Linked DNA regions of Gossypium hirsutum: regions 1 and 3 are each linked to region 2. A link is a contact called in public Hi-C data. All regions are on one chromosome and are shown on one strand. The core of a region is the stretch at or near the end of the contact, and the rest is flanking DNA. Distances in the headings are between cores, read along the strand shown.

Region 1 (2,936 bases), core at 108-2,607, 250 kb before region 2:
ATCATCTGATAACTGATGAAAGAAAATAAGCCACCTTGGCAGGGTCTGTAGTTGACAGGCAATGACTCAACTTTCGAACAATTAACATACAGCAGTAAAGAACGGCACAACTTTGATACAAGGCTTCTCACATGAGTATAAATGGTCAGACAAATACGAGATCAATAAGCTCTTGAATGTAAGATCCTATAGGTAACTAAAATGATAGACTAAATGGAACTATTTTGATTACAAGGAAGAGTGGAAAAATATAAAAAATAAAAATGGCTGGAGTAACAAATAATCTAACCAAACAAAGTAGTTCATCAACTAATATTGAAGTGTGAAACTATTGTTTGATAAAGGAACTTATGACAAACCACAAAGTTATAGTTTTCTTTAGTTCAAAACCAGAACTTATCTAGCATTAAACGAAGAAACAATTTCCTATTTGTTTGGCAAGGCAACAAACTCCTTAATTAACATACGTATAAACCCTAAAGGTCTGAACCCAATTCAGTCCTCATGGTTGAGAACACACTAGCTAGCAACAAGACTACTGGAAGAGAAAACTTAGAACTTGATTACAAAACTTACAAAATTGTAAGTTTCATAATCCTCAAAACAAAACCAACAAGCTAACGGAGCAGAAAATATTGGTCGAAAGAACATAATAATATAGTTAAAATGCACACTTGAAAAGCCAAATCATATTTCTCAATTAGTATATTTGGAGGAGAGAGGGGGACGGGATTGAACAATTTCATGTTATCTTTTCGTTCTTTCTCCATTTCTATGCAACTGAAGTACCAGAAAGCAAATAGCATGAAATAAAAGCAACCCATTTGAGGTTTTGGGCAATTAACTGAAAATTCAAAGAGACCCAAACTATAACTTTGAATAGAAAGGTTACCTGATAGGAGTAGTGCCCACAACAAGAGCAGAAGCATGAGAATGGCGATAGGAAGAGCTGTTCTTGAGCTTAAGACAGTGTTTTACAAATGGGTTTGAAGTGCTTGTAATGGATTTAACATGGGATGGCAATGCAAATTTCCTTAACCCAGAACCATCAGCATCGTCATCAATATCGTCAAATCTACTGTCAAGAGACTTCCTTTGGAATTGGGTCTTTGTTTTAGGGATTGGAATATTGGAATTCTGATTTAGTAGTTTCAAGTGAGGAGGATAACTAGCTTGTACCCAAAGCTTGTACGAGCATAGCATTCTTTCTCGCTGTCTAATCTATGGAGTCCTTCCAGAAAATACAAATATCTTTGCAGCTAAAAGTAAGAGTGAAAATTTTCCATTAAAATGATGGTAATAGTGAAAAATTATACAGCAGGCCGTAGGGGCTAGGGAGGGGCAGCTTCGGATTGCTATTAAATTTTAAAATCTATTAATATTTTATATTTAAATGTTAATAAAATTTGGTTAAACTGTGTCCTAAGTCCCTTTACTCTTAGTAAATTTAAAATTTAATCTTTATACTTTTATTTCTAAAAATTTAGTTCTTCTACTTTTCAGATTCCAAATTTTTGATCAAACTGTTAATATTGTTAAAATTATTTTGTTAAATTTAAGTTCATTATAATATATATTTTTAGTTGCATAGTTACCAAGTGAGCTTTTTTTTCAAAATATCACATCAATATATTTAACAAAAAGAATAATATTAAAAATTCAAATTGGATTTTGAAATCTAAAAGTAGAGAGACTAAATCTTAAAAATTACAGGGACTTGTGATATATTTTAACTTAAAAATTATTTAAGCTGTGTATTGGCTTTGTTGGTTAAGGCAGAGCTTTTGAGTCTTAACCTGTTCAATTGCTCCATGTGGGTCTCGAATCCTATCATATGCGTATGTCATGTATGTGATTTGTTTGTCATGGGGCTAGAACTTCAATCTTGCAATCCATGTGGCCTTAGATGATTTCTTGGGTTAAAATCCGTCTAAGTCAATTTAACTCTCTCAAAGTAAAAATCATTGATAAAATTCTCCAAGGCATCGAAAATAAAGCGAAAGCAACATGAAACGAAAGAGAACCGAGAGAATTGAAAAGTCATAAGAAAACAATGGACACAAGGTGTTTGATTAAATGCTCTCAATAAATTCTTTAACTCAAGAATGAATGAAGTACCATGAGATGAATACAAATGAGGGGGAAGACCTCTATTTATAGTTAAGCTCCCTCAGATCCAACAATGCAGATCAAATTACATTAACAGTTGAGATTAGTGCCAATCTACAATATGAGAGTTCTAATGGATTTAACTATATACATTTTTATTCGTTATTATTTACAATAATTACCATTGTAACTCTAGTTTTACTAGAGTGTTTCACTAAGCCACCAAGGCTTCTATTAGATGAGTTTCTCCATATGTTCCACGAATCGGGCCAGTTCAAGTGGGTCAAATGAGCCTCATTTAATTAGTTGACCTCCATGAGACATTTCTATACACAATGATTATGGGTTTTGATTCGCAGCCTGTGCTATTCCCCCACTCATTCTCGAGACACCCTCGTCACGTCTTCGGAATGGCACTAGTTTGACTCATTTCAGAACTGCCTCAATGCCTCAATTGATTCTCAACTAGTCTCTCCTTCAGGTAGTTCTGCCCCTTAAAACTTTTTATTTGGCTTTTGTCTCCGTCGTCACTTAACTTATTGTTTTTCTTTTTTGTACATCTCGATCATAAGAGGTCACCATTCTTACTTGCCCCCATCGTGACTTTCCTCGATTAGGATTCTCTTGATCCTTACAAATAGGCTTCACCACCCTCACATTAAACACCAGGTTAACCTTGAGTATTGTCGCTAACTCTGGTTTGTAAGCCCCTTGGCTTACCCACTTCAGAACTCTGAAAGGGTCCATGTGTCTTTGCCAAGCTAACAGTAAGTCATAATGCAAAACACTAGATAAGTGTTTAAGATGTACCTCACTCGTAGTATTTG
Region 2 (2,959 bases), core at 80-2,579:
GGACATGAGGGTTACAATCTCCAAGGTTCAGGATTTTTCTGCAAATCAAACATCCAAGAGTAGTATGTATTTAGTTTTTGTGACATGACTTATAGTTAGTACAGATGTTTAATTTGTCCATGAAAAGAAAAAAAAACCAAAAATTTATGCTCCAAGAAATTTCCAAAGTAGAATACCAGCATTCTTCCACTAATTTCATGAACAAACTTAATAGTACCCTCTTTAGTTGAAAATTTTGATACCAAAGACAGAAAAATAACAAGAAAAACCATGCAGTCACATGTTGATGTAAACAAATAAAAGCATTGCAGCAGAGAAAATGTGGAATTTCATTTTTTGGATGATTATTTATACTTTAGGATTGAATTAAAAAGTTTTCAATTTTTCGATCGAGAAAATGTGAAATTTCTAGGATACCAATCACCAACTCTTGTGAGTAGTTGCGGTCACGGGTCATAATTCAACCAACCCCTAACCCCTGTGTTTGAGTTTATGTGTGGAAAAAGGCCATGGTGTCCCAAACCAATTGGCCTAAACAACTCGTGATATGTAGAGAGAGAAAATGGAAAGATGTGAACAAGGAAACAGTGAACTAGAAACAAAGAATATAAAGTCACAAGGAATTAGATTGCTTAAGGAATAATGACAAAAAATGCAACAGGGTATTCGGACTCATCGACTGTCATGAAAGTAATGCAATCTCTCGCTCTCTCTTTCTCTCACTCTTTTGGGTCTCCACTCTCTAGTATCATAAGCAGAGCAGGGGAAACATGCAGAGTAGAACAGGATAAAAAAATATGGGAGAATGAGGAAGAGCAAAGCAAGAACCTGACTGGGATTTCAGCAGAACATGCAGAGTAAAAGAGTGACAATTCAACTATCATTAGTAGCCATAGAACAAGCTGTCCCAAATGGCTCCTGTGTGCCACCTTCTCCATCCAGTATTCTTGATGGACTGGAGAACTGTAAATCGAAAAATACAAAACAAAACCATAAAACGCTTTAGAGTTTCAGATGATTTATGATACCCTTAATGCTTTGAGAACTCTCAATGGAACACCAGAAATGGGAAGTGGAAGTGGAAGCGGAAGGGGTTACCAGATTCACCATAGAAGGAAAAGAAATCCAATGAGCTTCACAATGTTAGAAGTTTTGAAACCAAATTGGAGATTTTTGTTTGTTTGTTTTTCTTTTTGGGTTGCACAAGTGTCTGGGGTATCGTTACAAAGATATAGAGGGGGAATCTTAATGGCCTTTTAGTAACGTGCACCAACCATAGTGGCCTTTATACAAGAAAGTCTTCTAATCACAAAACAACGACTCTTTGACTCTTTTAGTATTCACAGCTATTTACCATTCTTAATTTTATAGACTCCCTTTAACTAAAACTTATGCAAATGTTGTAAATGGATTTTATGATAATTTTTAGTCTACAAGTAAAATGTTATTAGAAAAGCCCAAGTTTGAGCTATATTTTATACGTGTATAAAGTTATGCTTGTTTATTTGAACACATAATTTAGAAAGAAAGAAAATCATTGGAAAGGGGCGTAAGATGACAGAAGAAACCTATTCTATTTAGTCCTAACTTAAAAATGTTTCTCCAATAAAATATTTTTAGTTTCTGAAAAATTAATTTATTTATAAATACTTTTATTCGAAAAATATTTTTTCCCTAAATTATTTTTGAGAAGTATTATCAAACTAAACCTTAGATGTAGACATAAGTGCTGCTGATAATAGATTTGTCAAAATCAGGAACAAATAACATGTCCCCGTGACCCAGACGCTTTTTAGAAACAAGGTCACTGAGAAAACAACATATGCACGTATTAAATGTACGTCCGGTGATGTATTTTTATATCTGATTAATTAAATATTTATCCGTTTAGTTTAATTTAAATTAAATGGATAAATATTTATCTATATATTTTTATTTATTTTAATTTTAATTCAAAAATTAATTATCACATTTTTAAATTACATAATTTGTCTATTATTTTCGAATAAATTTAAAAATATTTATTATATATATTATCTTACATATTTAATTAGATAATTAGAAAATTTAAAATTTAGATGAATATTTAATTAGATAATTATCTAATTAATTTAATTTAATTTATTTATATTTTATCTATTTTGAATTTGAACTTTAACATAAATATTTTGAAAATGAATTATGGCATGTTTATGAATAAAAGGTATATTACTTGGAAGAGATAAATTAATAAAAAAAAATTGTTTTCTCAATGAGAATGGCAATTAAGTTTTTCTCCTTTTCTTTGTCATTTTTAGTTATCAATCTATGTATATATTAGTAAAATATTGGGAACAATCGGTTTTTGTATCAGACAACATAAAATTGTAAGAACTTTTACCGTATCTATATATGTATTAGTAAAATATTTTCATAAATTTACTTATAATTTTAAAGTGAAATTCACAAATTCAAAAAATTCATTGATTCTTTTTTAATTCAAAATAACGATGAATTGATTTTTCTAGCATGCGTTAAAACTTTTAATATAAACTACTTATTTTTCAATACATTTTAATTATTTTCACTATCATTATATGTTTTGAGTATTTATAAGATTTGACAACAAAAAAATTTACTTAGAGGAAAATATTATTTTCTTTTATTATATTATTAAACTTACTTGAAATAAATAATATATATTATAAGATCAATTTAAAATTAAATTAAAAAATACATACAACCAAGCATATACATTATTAGGCAATAAAACTAATTTATATTATGGGTGAATATTTGGTACACTGACAATATATTTTTTTTTATTCTACAAGTAATCTTAAAAAATTAACATGATTCTTTTTTTTAAATATTAATTTTTTAATATTTTACTATATCCCCTAACTTTGCTTGAGGAGTCTAAAAACTCTACTGTTACTATACCAAAATATTTTCCCTTATATTATATGCAAAAGCACGA
Region 3 (2,865 bases), core at 363-2,862, 180 kb before region 2:
ACATTAAGAAACGGTTCAAAACTTGACACAGCATCATTTGACGGGACAACAAATTTGTAACCACAATTAAAATATAGGTGGGAATTAGTCAGATAGAAACCGTAGTGGACATAGAACGACTAAAGTAACGCGCATTGAGAGACAAATGGCTGGATATTATTGTGATTCCTGATAATCAAGCCCCCAATTTTGGTCGGTCCAATAATAATACTTTAATTGACATCCTTTCATGTCATACAGATAACACCAACAGCCATTAGCCATGCAATTACTTGTTCATTTTATATATGATGATATTACAAAATATATTTTTTATACAATAATTTATGTACGCATTTGTATTTGATTTTATCAATATTGGAATTTATTACTTATTATATCTATGAATTTACAATAAAATAGAGATGGAATTTATTCCATAGTAACAGAAGAGTTGGGATTTCGGTGTTTCCTTGTCATTAAATAGACAGGTAGGGTTACTTTCAGAAATCAGGTACGATCCAGTGTTCCACTACCAATAAAATGTTAACCTATTTTATCTTGGGGATAAATGGAATTCAAGTTTTATAAATAAAGTAATAAGTTCAAAATTCTGAAGTCAAGCTTTACTAATTTATTTTTAGGGTTTATCTCTCTAATTTGAAATCCTTTCAGCAGGGTTAGAGTTAAATGCGAAATAATTAATCTTTAAATTCTATTTTTAAGGGTTTGTTACGTTCCAACAGTTAATAATTATAATTTTTGTGATATGTGGACCACATATTTTAAATGTGAAACAAGTTTCTAGGTTAAGATACTATAATTTATGAGTTATAATTGACTCAGCTATCATGTATATGGAGCTTTTCTTGCTTTTATAAAAAAAAAGGAAAGAAGAAGAATGGATTAATAACAATAGATGATGAAGAAAGAGATGGTAAAAGGTAGGAGGGGAGTGACTGACCCAGGAACCATGGGGTAGTTGGAGGAGCCCCATTCACTCTTGATACTGTGAAGGTCAGAATGACAAATCCCACAATACAGCACCTTAAACCTCACATCTTCTTCACCAGTTACCCTGCACTCACCAGTTCATCACAACTCAAAATAAAATCATCATCACCTTTAATCCCTTTGAAATCAGACTAAGTAAATGCTATAAAAGAGAATTATCACAAAGATTAAAATGCAAAAGGCAACATTAAATTAAATTTGATGGAACAACAAGAGTAGAACGAGTTAAGACTTAAGCATGCATCTGTCAGAAAGCTTAAACTGTGAAAATAACCTTCTGGAGAAGGTGAAAGGAGAGAGATGACCAGATGGGTCCCTTGCAGCCCAGCCAAAGGTCTTGACAGGGTGTTCTTCTTCGGGTGACTTTGCCATTTCAGATCCAAGGTTGGTAAGCCAAAGAGAAAATGTTAGTGCTTCTGTACCTGGGTGTTTTGATGGGTAATGATAATAGCAAATGCTTCACTGGTTAGTACTCTTTTGAAGGATTTTGTCTGGTGACACATGACATCACATCTGAGCTCATTGCGGACTAAAAAGCAGAGACTATCAATAAAATTTGATTTTTTATTGGAATATTGCATTTTTCTTTGAATATTATAAAATCTAGGAAGTTCTAAAAGACTTTCCTTCTTTGACATGTATGTAGCCTTATATGGCCTTTTTTTACTTTCGTCTCTTTATTTTTTTGGTTATATAAAATCATCAAATTTTAATTTTAATTTTTTTATTACACTCAAATTTAAGATTTAAAATTAATATCTTTTAACATAATTTGGTATCTAATTACTTAGTTTAAATATTTTATTATAATTAAATTATTTTCGTGGATTTTAAGAATTGTTAATACTATTAAAATTCTCTTTTAAATTTAAATCTATTACAATTACATTTTTGTCACATGACTATCAAATGATTATTTTAAAAAAAATTAGAATGTCACACCAGTGAATTTAATAGAAGAATTTTAACAATATTAATAATTGAATCTAAAATTTTTAATTTTAAAAAATAAAAAGATCAAATTCTAAGGGCACGTTTGGTTAGCTGTAATTAGGGGTGAGCAAAACTCGATTCAACTCGAAAAAATCAAAAAAAAAATTGAATTTCGAGTTAAACGAATCGAGTTATTCGAGTTAATCGAGCTATTCGAATCAACTCGAATATTTTTTTCGAATTTCGAATTCGAATCGAGTTGAGTTTTCGAATTCGATAACTCGAATAATTCGAATAATTCGAATAATTCGAATATCAAACTATAATATTTTACATTTTTACCCCAAACTCCAAAACCTTTTTACTTTTCCCTCAAAACTTTTACTCCTTCCCACTTTCCCCTCAAAACTTTTACTCCCCTCCCAACCCCCCAATCTACCCAAAATCTATTTCCCACCAAAATTTTACTCTCCCATTTATTTTTTCTCAAAGTTTTACTCCAAAAAATCCTCAAAACCTTTTATTTTCCCCCAAAATTTTTACTCTCTCCTACTTTTCCCCTAAAACTTTTATTCCCTTCCTATCCCACCTCCCATCTATCCCAAACCCTCCCCCCTCCAATTTTTTTTTATATTTTCCCTCCAAAATTTTACTCCCCCTATTTACTTTCCCTCAAACTTTTATTCCCCAAAACTTTTTATTTTCCCCCTAAACTTTTACTTCTCACCCTTTACTCTCAAATAAAAAATCAAAATTATCCAAAAAAAATCACTAAACATAAATAGTAATAATTTTATTTATATATACTATTTATATTATTAAATTAAATTTCATATTTTATATTATTTATATTATTGAATTGTTTAGTCATATTGAATATTTATATTAAAATTGAATTATTAATTATGCCATAAAATATTCGTGTTAAAATTTTATATT

What was found. Hi-C and Micro-C count contacts between places; a contact is called where the count stands out from the background.
Region 1: a Hi-C map of leaf shows a contact between it and region 2, with 2.3 times the contacts expected there. The contact joins the promoter of LOC107913380 here to the promoter of LOC107947221 in region 2. A contact is called at or near these places in 5 of 34 Hi-C or Micro-C datasets (leaf and petal).
Region 3: a Hi-C map of leaf shows a contact between it and region 2, with 1.9 times the contacts expected there. The contact joins the promoter of LOC107947223 here to the promoter of LOC107947221 in region 2. A contact is called at or near these places in 6 of 34 Hi-C or Micro-C datasets (callus, leaf and petal).

Annotation. Positions count from the first base shown.
Region 1 is chrD11:31,607,970-31,610,905 of Gossypium_hirsutum_v2.1, reverse strand. LOC107913380 reads right to left here and starts at 1,357. Exons shown (of 4, transcript XM_016841948.2): 1 at 893-1,357. The coding sequence starts at 1,203.
Region 2 is chrD11:31,353,345-31,356,303 of Gossypium_hirsutum_v2.1, reverse strand. It overlaps LOC107947221 (rhamnogalacturonate lyase B), which reads right to left and starts at 1,329. Exons shown (of 16, transcript XM_041104038.1): 1 at 1,099-1,329; 2 at 829-963; 3 at 1-38. The coding sequence starts at 938.
Region 3 is chrD11:31,532,258-31,535,122 of Gossypium_hirsutum_v2.1, reverse strand. It overlaps LOC107947223 (probable mannitol dehydrogenase), which reads right to left and starts at 1,612. Exons shown (of 6, transcript XM_016881798.2): 1 at 1,268-1,612; 2 at 944-1,057. The coding sequence starts at 1,365.